Regions from separate parts of the Zea mays genome. Here region 1 is linked to region 2. A link is a contact called in public Hi-C data. All regions are on one chromosome and are shown on one strand. The core of a region is the stretch at or near the end of the contact, and the rest is flanking DNA. Distances in the headings are between cores, read along the strand shown.

Region 1 (3,170 bases), core at 30-2,529, 500 kb before region 2:
CAGTGCTTCTCGAGGTCACGGTCGGGGAAGGAGGAGTCGCATCCGAAGGGGCACTTCATGGGCCTCATGGGGCAGACGGTGACGCAGTGCCTGTCCATGTCGCGCCTGAGCAGCCGCTTCTCGCAGCCCTGCTCGCACTGGAGCGGCTTGTACGGGCAGGCGGCGTCGTGGTCCCGCGCGCAGCGGACGGAGACCCTGGCGCGGCATCCGTCGTTGGGGCAGGCGACGGGGCGGAAGCTGCACTGCTGCTTGTGGTCCGCCAGGCGCGCCTCGCTCTCGTACTTCTCGGGGCAGTGGAACCGGGTCCTGAGGTCCACGTTCTTGAGCAGCGTCTCGGCGACGGCCTCCCGCCGCTCCAGCGGCCAGAACCGGGTCGCCTCCATCTCCTGCACCAAGTCGTCGATCTTGTCGTCGCGGCTGTCGCTCAGCAGCCACCCGGAGACGTGGCCGATGATGTTGCGCTTCGTGCTGCCGAAGTCGTCCATGAACACGGACACGGCCTCGAACGGGTCGTCGGGGACCGCCGCGTCGGGCCCCTCCTGATTGGCCTCCGACTCGATCAGCGCGTCCGCGATGAAGCTCTCGCTCCGCTGCGTGATGTAGTCCACCATCTCCCTGCGCAGGTCCACGGCCACCACCGACGGGCTGTGGAACGGGTCCCCCGTCGTGCCGTCCACGCACACGGCGGCGAGCCCCGGTAGCAGGATCTGCGCTAGCTTGTGCATCGCCTCCGAGTCGCAGTACGGGCACTGGATCAGCGGGCCCTCGCCTCGCTCCGTGCCGGGCTCCGCCACCGGGAGCTCCATCCGCGCCGTCGCCGCCTGCTTTGTGATCAGGCCAGGAACCTGCACACGGGAAGGCGCCGTGCCGAGCAGCTCAGCGGCGTTCTCAAGTTTTTCCGATGAAATATACATCTGCCGCTCGATCTCTGCAACTGTTATTGTTTCAGACGAAACAGAAACATTTTTTTTCTTTCGGGGATATTGTAGGCGGGGGATTTGAAAGCTCGCAACAAAGAAATGCACAGCGCATCCAAAGAAGGGGCCGGGGCTCATCCGAATCGAACGTACCTGAGGAAGGAGAGAAGGAATCAACCGCCGGCGGACGGGAAGGGCGGCGTCCAGGACACCTGCGGGCTGCGGCAGCCTGGATCGAGGCCGGCGTGGTGTTGGGCGCGGGGAGAGAAGAAGAGGAGAGGGGAGGCAGGGCGGAGCAGGCCTGTATTCCCTTCCCTTGTCTGGATGGGGACTGGGGAGTCGTGGGGAGCAGAACACAAACACCTCCCAGGTAAACGGGCATGGCCGGCGAGCGGTCTATTATGAATAATAGGTGGAAAACCAGTTTGGGAGAAAGTGACTCTTGTCTTATTCCAGAGATTAATTATATTTATATATAAATGAAGAGGTGTATCTTAAGGATGTGTTTCTTAGGAATAACTACCGTACCTCTTAGATTGGTCACACATGTACATATTACAATATTTCTTACGAGCACGTGTAGATAACATGTTATGAATAAGTGGAAAACGAGTTTGGGAGAAGTGATTGTTGTCTGTTATTCTAAGGAGTAATTACATTTATATACAAGTGAAGGGGTGCATGGGATAATAAAGTGGTGAACGCCCTTGTGAAGATGTCGTCGGGACGAATGACCGTCCTACCAGCAGTTTTCGCTAACGACCTCTTCGAACCAAGCGTTCGTTATGGCGAAACTTGTCGAGAGGTCAGGCAACCCTCAGGCATGGTCCCTCTAGCCCACAAGTCTGTCGTTGTCGTAGAAGGTGCAGACCCCCAACAGGTCCCGTATGCGAATGGAGAATACCGTACCATAACTTCTTGTCTAATGGCTCACTTCCCGAGGACGAAACGGAGGAGTGAAGGCTCCATCGATCAGCCATGTCCTTTGTCCTAATTGGGGAAGACCTGTACAAAAAGGGACATTGGAATAAAGCAACGTTGCATCTCGATCGAACATGGGAGGCAACTCCTAGAGGACATCCATAGCGGGACCTATGGACACCATGTCGCCCCATCTCGTGGGAAACACCTTCCGACATGGCTTCTATTGGCCTACCACACACACCAGGTGGTGCGAACACGTGAAGGGTGGCAATATTACACACAACAAACCCACCTGCCCGCATGCGCTCCAAACAATCCTCGTCACCTGGTCATTCGTGGTCTGGGGCTCGATCTAATCGGACCCCTTAGAAATGCACCTGGGGCTACACTGTAACACCCAATTTGTAGATAAAAATAAGATAGTACATCTCAACCTATGTATTGCCTCATACTCATCATCACATGGTAATAACCACATATGAGAGAACAAATGATTAAGACCACTAAAATAAATCATGTCTCGTGTTGGAGTTTTGGTTGCTTGTACATTTAATAATACTGATAATATTACTAAGGGCACATTAATAATGAGAATTAAGGATTTAATTCACATTCAATTATAGGATTTGGAAATAAAATTAGAGATAAAAGAGAAGTAAGAAAAGAAATAGAGGAATAAGAGACTTACATAAAATATACCTAGAAATATATTTGCAGAGTTAGTACCTTAAATGTGTAATGTAATTTGAAGACAAATTTGCCACAGTATCAAATTTAAATTTGAAAGGAAATTTGATTTGGAAAGAAATCAAAAGAAAATAAAAAGGAAAATAAAAGAAAAAGAAAAGAGAATGTACCCGTATTGGGCTCAAACCCTCAGCCGCCCCAAATTCCCTCTGCCCGCTTACCTCGCTCGGACCTGCTGGCTCGCGCGGGGAGGGGGGGCAATGGTGGGTGGACCCCTGTGGTCAGTGCCTCAGGGCGCCAGCTATGGAACACTACTCAGTGGGCCCCAATGCCCAGATCAACACGTTGCGTGCCCACATCCTTTTCTGGGTCGCTGGCTGGTGGGGCCTCCTCGATAGCGCCCCAAACCACGCCCACGCTCTCGGCTGTTCCACCGCCACCTAGAACCCACTCGTTAGAATATTTCCCCTCCCCGCTCGATCTCGAACAGAAGCAGTAGTCACCGCCTCCGGCTCACCGCGGATCTCGCGGGTCGTTGCAACCAAACCGCGCAACGACCTCACCGAACCCTCGTAATCCATGCACCAATCTTCCACCGACTTCTGTGGCGCGGACTCGCTCCTCCCTCCCCATCGTGCGGCA
Region 2 (3,211 bases), core at 129-2,628:
CTTCGTTCTCTTACTCACATCCAACATATGATATTCTTCGGATCATCACTCATCCCACCCTCCCACCCCACAAGCATCACATACATAGACACGACAATTTCTTTCTTTATTTATTTTCTCTTTCTTTCCTTTATTTTCTGTCTTTCCTTTCTGTCCTCGTTTCCTTTATTTTCTTTACTTTCTTTCTTCTCTGCCTTCAATCATGTAGACGACGTTTTTTTTCTTTATTTTCTCTTTCTTTCCTTTTTTTGTTTTCTTTGATTTCTTTATATTTTAAAATTTTAATTAATTCTCTTATTTTACTTTTTTATTGACATGTTGTCATTGGCTGTCATGCTACATAGGAATATAAATGATACGAATATTATATATATGTATCTAAATCTGATCCATCTAAAGGGGCTAAGATCCTATTCATATTCGAGTCCTGTTATTTAGTAACTGATTTATATTTGTATCCATACATTCAAATTCAGATATTTAAGGTCTCGATATTCATTCAAATCTTATCCGACATAACTTAATAATATTTATACCTGATCCAAATCTAAAGAGTAAAACTGAAACAAAAATGGTATGAGAAATATTCGTCCGTATTTGATTCGATTATAACCCTAATGATGCGTATGGTGTGTAATGTTGGTGGAGCTGGTGCAGGTTTGATCGGTTCGACTAGAGTGCTTGATTTCCTGACTAAAATTTAGTATGCATCACATCGAACATTTGAATGTCAACTACATGTGTTAAATATAGTCTAATTATAAAACTAATTATTGTGACGAAAACTAAATGACAGACAATATTCTGTCAAATTCTTTTGTTTACCCGACTATTAGCATATATAACTATCCTACCAGCTTTGAGACAAAATCGCATGTATAATGTTGCTACTGTGACAGAAAATGTATAATTTATGTAAAGTTACAAGGGATAATCTAAAGGACCTTAACTAAACAAAAATAGTTATTCTATTGTTACTTTAGCTCACAATAATATTAGTAAGTGGAAATACGCTGTCACGATTCACAATTTTTTGTGCCATCTTGTTATCCTTATCAATTTTTGTCATAGTTCTTAATATGTATTCACTTTAATATCTTTTTAGATTTGTCTTTCTGTTAGTATGATCACCTTGCTAGTTTGGAACTGAGCGCGATAAATATAAAAAATGGAGGGAGTATATTTCATGGGCCCAGGTGCCCGATCTATTGGACGTGAGGCGCTTCTCTTTCGTCCCTTGCAGTTTCCACTAAACAGTTGCCCTGCCGCGTATGGTACGGTACGACACGTGGGCACATGAGTCAGGGGGCACGACAACAAGAACCAATGGAACCAGTACCTCTATTCCATTCCAGGCTGCTTCTTCCTGCGCGATTCGACACGGACTCAGACCCTCACACGCCTCCTCACCGGCTCACGACGTCGCCACCTCAGATCCGGCGACCGATCCCCTCCTCCTCGGCGAGGCGTAGGTGAGGCCATGATCTGCCCCTCCGGCCCTTCGCCCCCCTCCATGCTTCCCCGCCTCTGCGCTGATCTGGTCCCATCTAGCCCGCAGAGCCGAGCCGGACAACACAGCCACGACCACGAGGCGTCGTCGCGGAGTAGTCGGAGCCGTTTCTGCTGCCCCCCTCCTTCCCGGTAAGAGATCCCGCGCTTTAGCTTGTCCTGTTCTGCGGCGTCTTCTGCTTTGGCAACTCTTCTTCCCCAACCCCCTCCCCCTCCTCCGTGGGACGGTGGGAGTGGGTGAGAGAGCCCCGTCCCGTCTGTTACCGTCGTCCCCAGAGACCGGCCTCACAGCACTAACTCTGTTACTGTTAAAGTCTGTTCAAATTTAGGTCTATTGACGTGACAAGTGCCTCTAGTCTCACTGCTATCACTTGTGGCGTTGTGACTCCCTGAGACCCTGACCCCCTGTCCGTTATGATGCCCTGGGCAGCTTCATTGCCTCACCTAAAGTAAAAAAGCAAGCTGCGGCTTTCTAACATCATTTTGCTCTGCCCTGTTTGTCATGATCGTCGTACCTTTTATATTACTGAGCTTTGGAAGGTTCTTGCTTTGACGTAGAGCAAACTCTGAATCTGTCCGCTCAGATGCTGAGCTCATTGGTAACACCCTACTGTTGTTAGATTCTTGCCGTAGCTAGAATGTTGCCTTTTTTCCATTCCATTATGCTGCCTAGTGGTGTGGTACCCATGGCAAATATTCTATCATCATGGATCATCACCTGCGTTGCACTCACTCAATGTTGTTATGTACAAATTCAAGCGCATCAGATTTGTTACTTTTATAACACGCCAACACGCATAACCCCGTGGCTACTTTTATGCAGCCAAGTTTGTCAAGTTACGTCCGATGCTCCAGACATAGTAGAAAACCATGGGAGAAGTTAGTGATGACAATTCCAACCTGTCCTTTCTAAAAAGAATCGCAACAAGTGACGTACCGCTGTTGAAAGAGTATGGTGTAAATGGAGTTGTCGTCGCTCTGCTTCTTGCTGTAGTTACTCCCGTCTTGCTTTCCATGATGTTTGGCAAGAAAACAAAGCAGAGGGCGGTGCGAGCTAATGTGGGTGGAGAGGAAGGATTTGCCATGCGAAACAGTAGGTTTTCCTCCTTAGTTGAAGTCCCATGGGAAGGCGCCACCACGATGTCAGCTCTGTTCGAGATGGCCAGCAAAAAATACTCTCGACGGAGGTGTCTTGGCACGAGGAAGCTAATCAAGAGGGAATTTGTGGAATCTTCTGATGGTAGGAAGTTTGAGAAACTGCACCTTGGTGAATACGAATGGGATACGTACGCCGAGGCATTTAACCGCGCATGTAATTTTGCTTCTGGACTTGTCAAGATGGGCCACGACCTAGATAGTCATGCTGCTATCTTCTCTGATACAAGAGCTGAGTGGATCATTGCTGCTCAGGTAATCATATCATGTGTGCCATTGTATCAGAACACCTGTTGGAACTTGTGAAGCTCTCTGACTGTAGTATCATCTTTTTTCTTCTAGGGATGCTTCCGACAAAATTTGACGGTTGTAACAATATATGCATCTCTTGGTGAGGATGCATTGGTGCATTCACTAAACGAGGTACTGTGAATTTGGTGTACTGTTATACAATTTTTTTGAAGGGGTCATCTTCTCTTGGACTCTATCCAGCTGAAAACTATTCTGTATGCAATTACATGTCTGTACTCTGTACTCTTTATTTAAC

What was found. A called contact is a pair of places that touch in the nucleus more often than the background predicts.
Region 1: a Hi-C map of leaf shows a contact between it and region 2, with 7 times the contacts expected there. The contact joins the promoter of LOC100285858 here to the promoter of LOC100285568 in region 2. A contact is called at or near these places in 6 of 25 Hi-C or Micro-C datasets (bundle sheath, ear, endosperm and 2 more) and 1 of 3 datasets of contacts at active chromatin or transcription factors (leaf).

The regions. Positions count from the first base shown.
Region 1 is chr2:154,354,723-154,357,892 of Zm-B73-REFERENCE-NAM-5.0, reverse strand. It overlaps LOC100285858 (prenyltransferase/ zinc ion binding protein), which reads right to left and starts at 1,279. Exons shown (of 2, transcript NM_001158748.1): 1 at 1-1,279. The coding sequence starts at 1,055.
Region 2 is chr2:153,858,828-153,862,038 of Zm-B73-REFERENCE-NAM-5.0, reverse strand. LOC100285568 reads left to right here and starts at 1,378. Exons shown (of 13, transcript NM_001158459.2): 1 at 1,378-1,472; 2 at 1,552-1,641; 3 at 2,333-2,919; 4 at 3,007-3,087. The coding sequence starts at 2,380.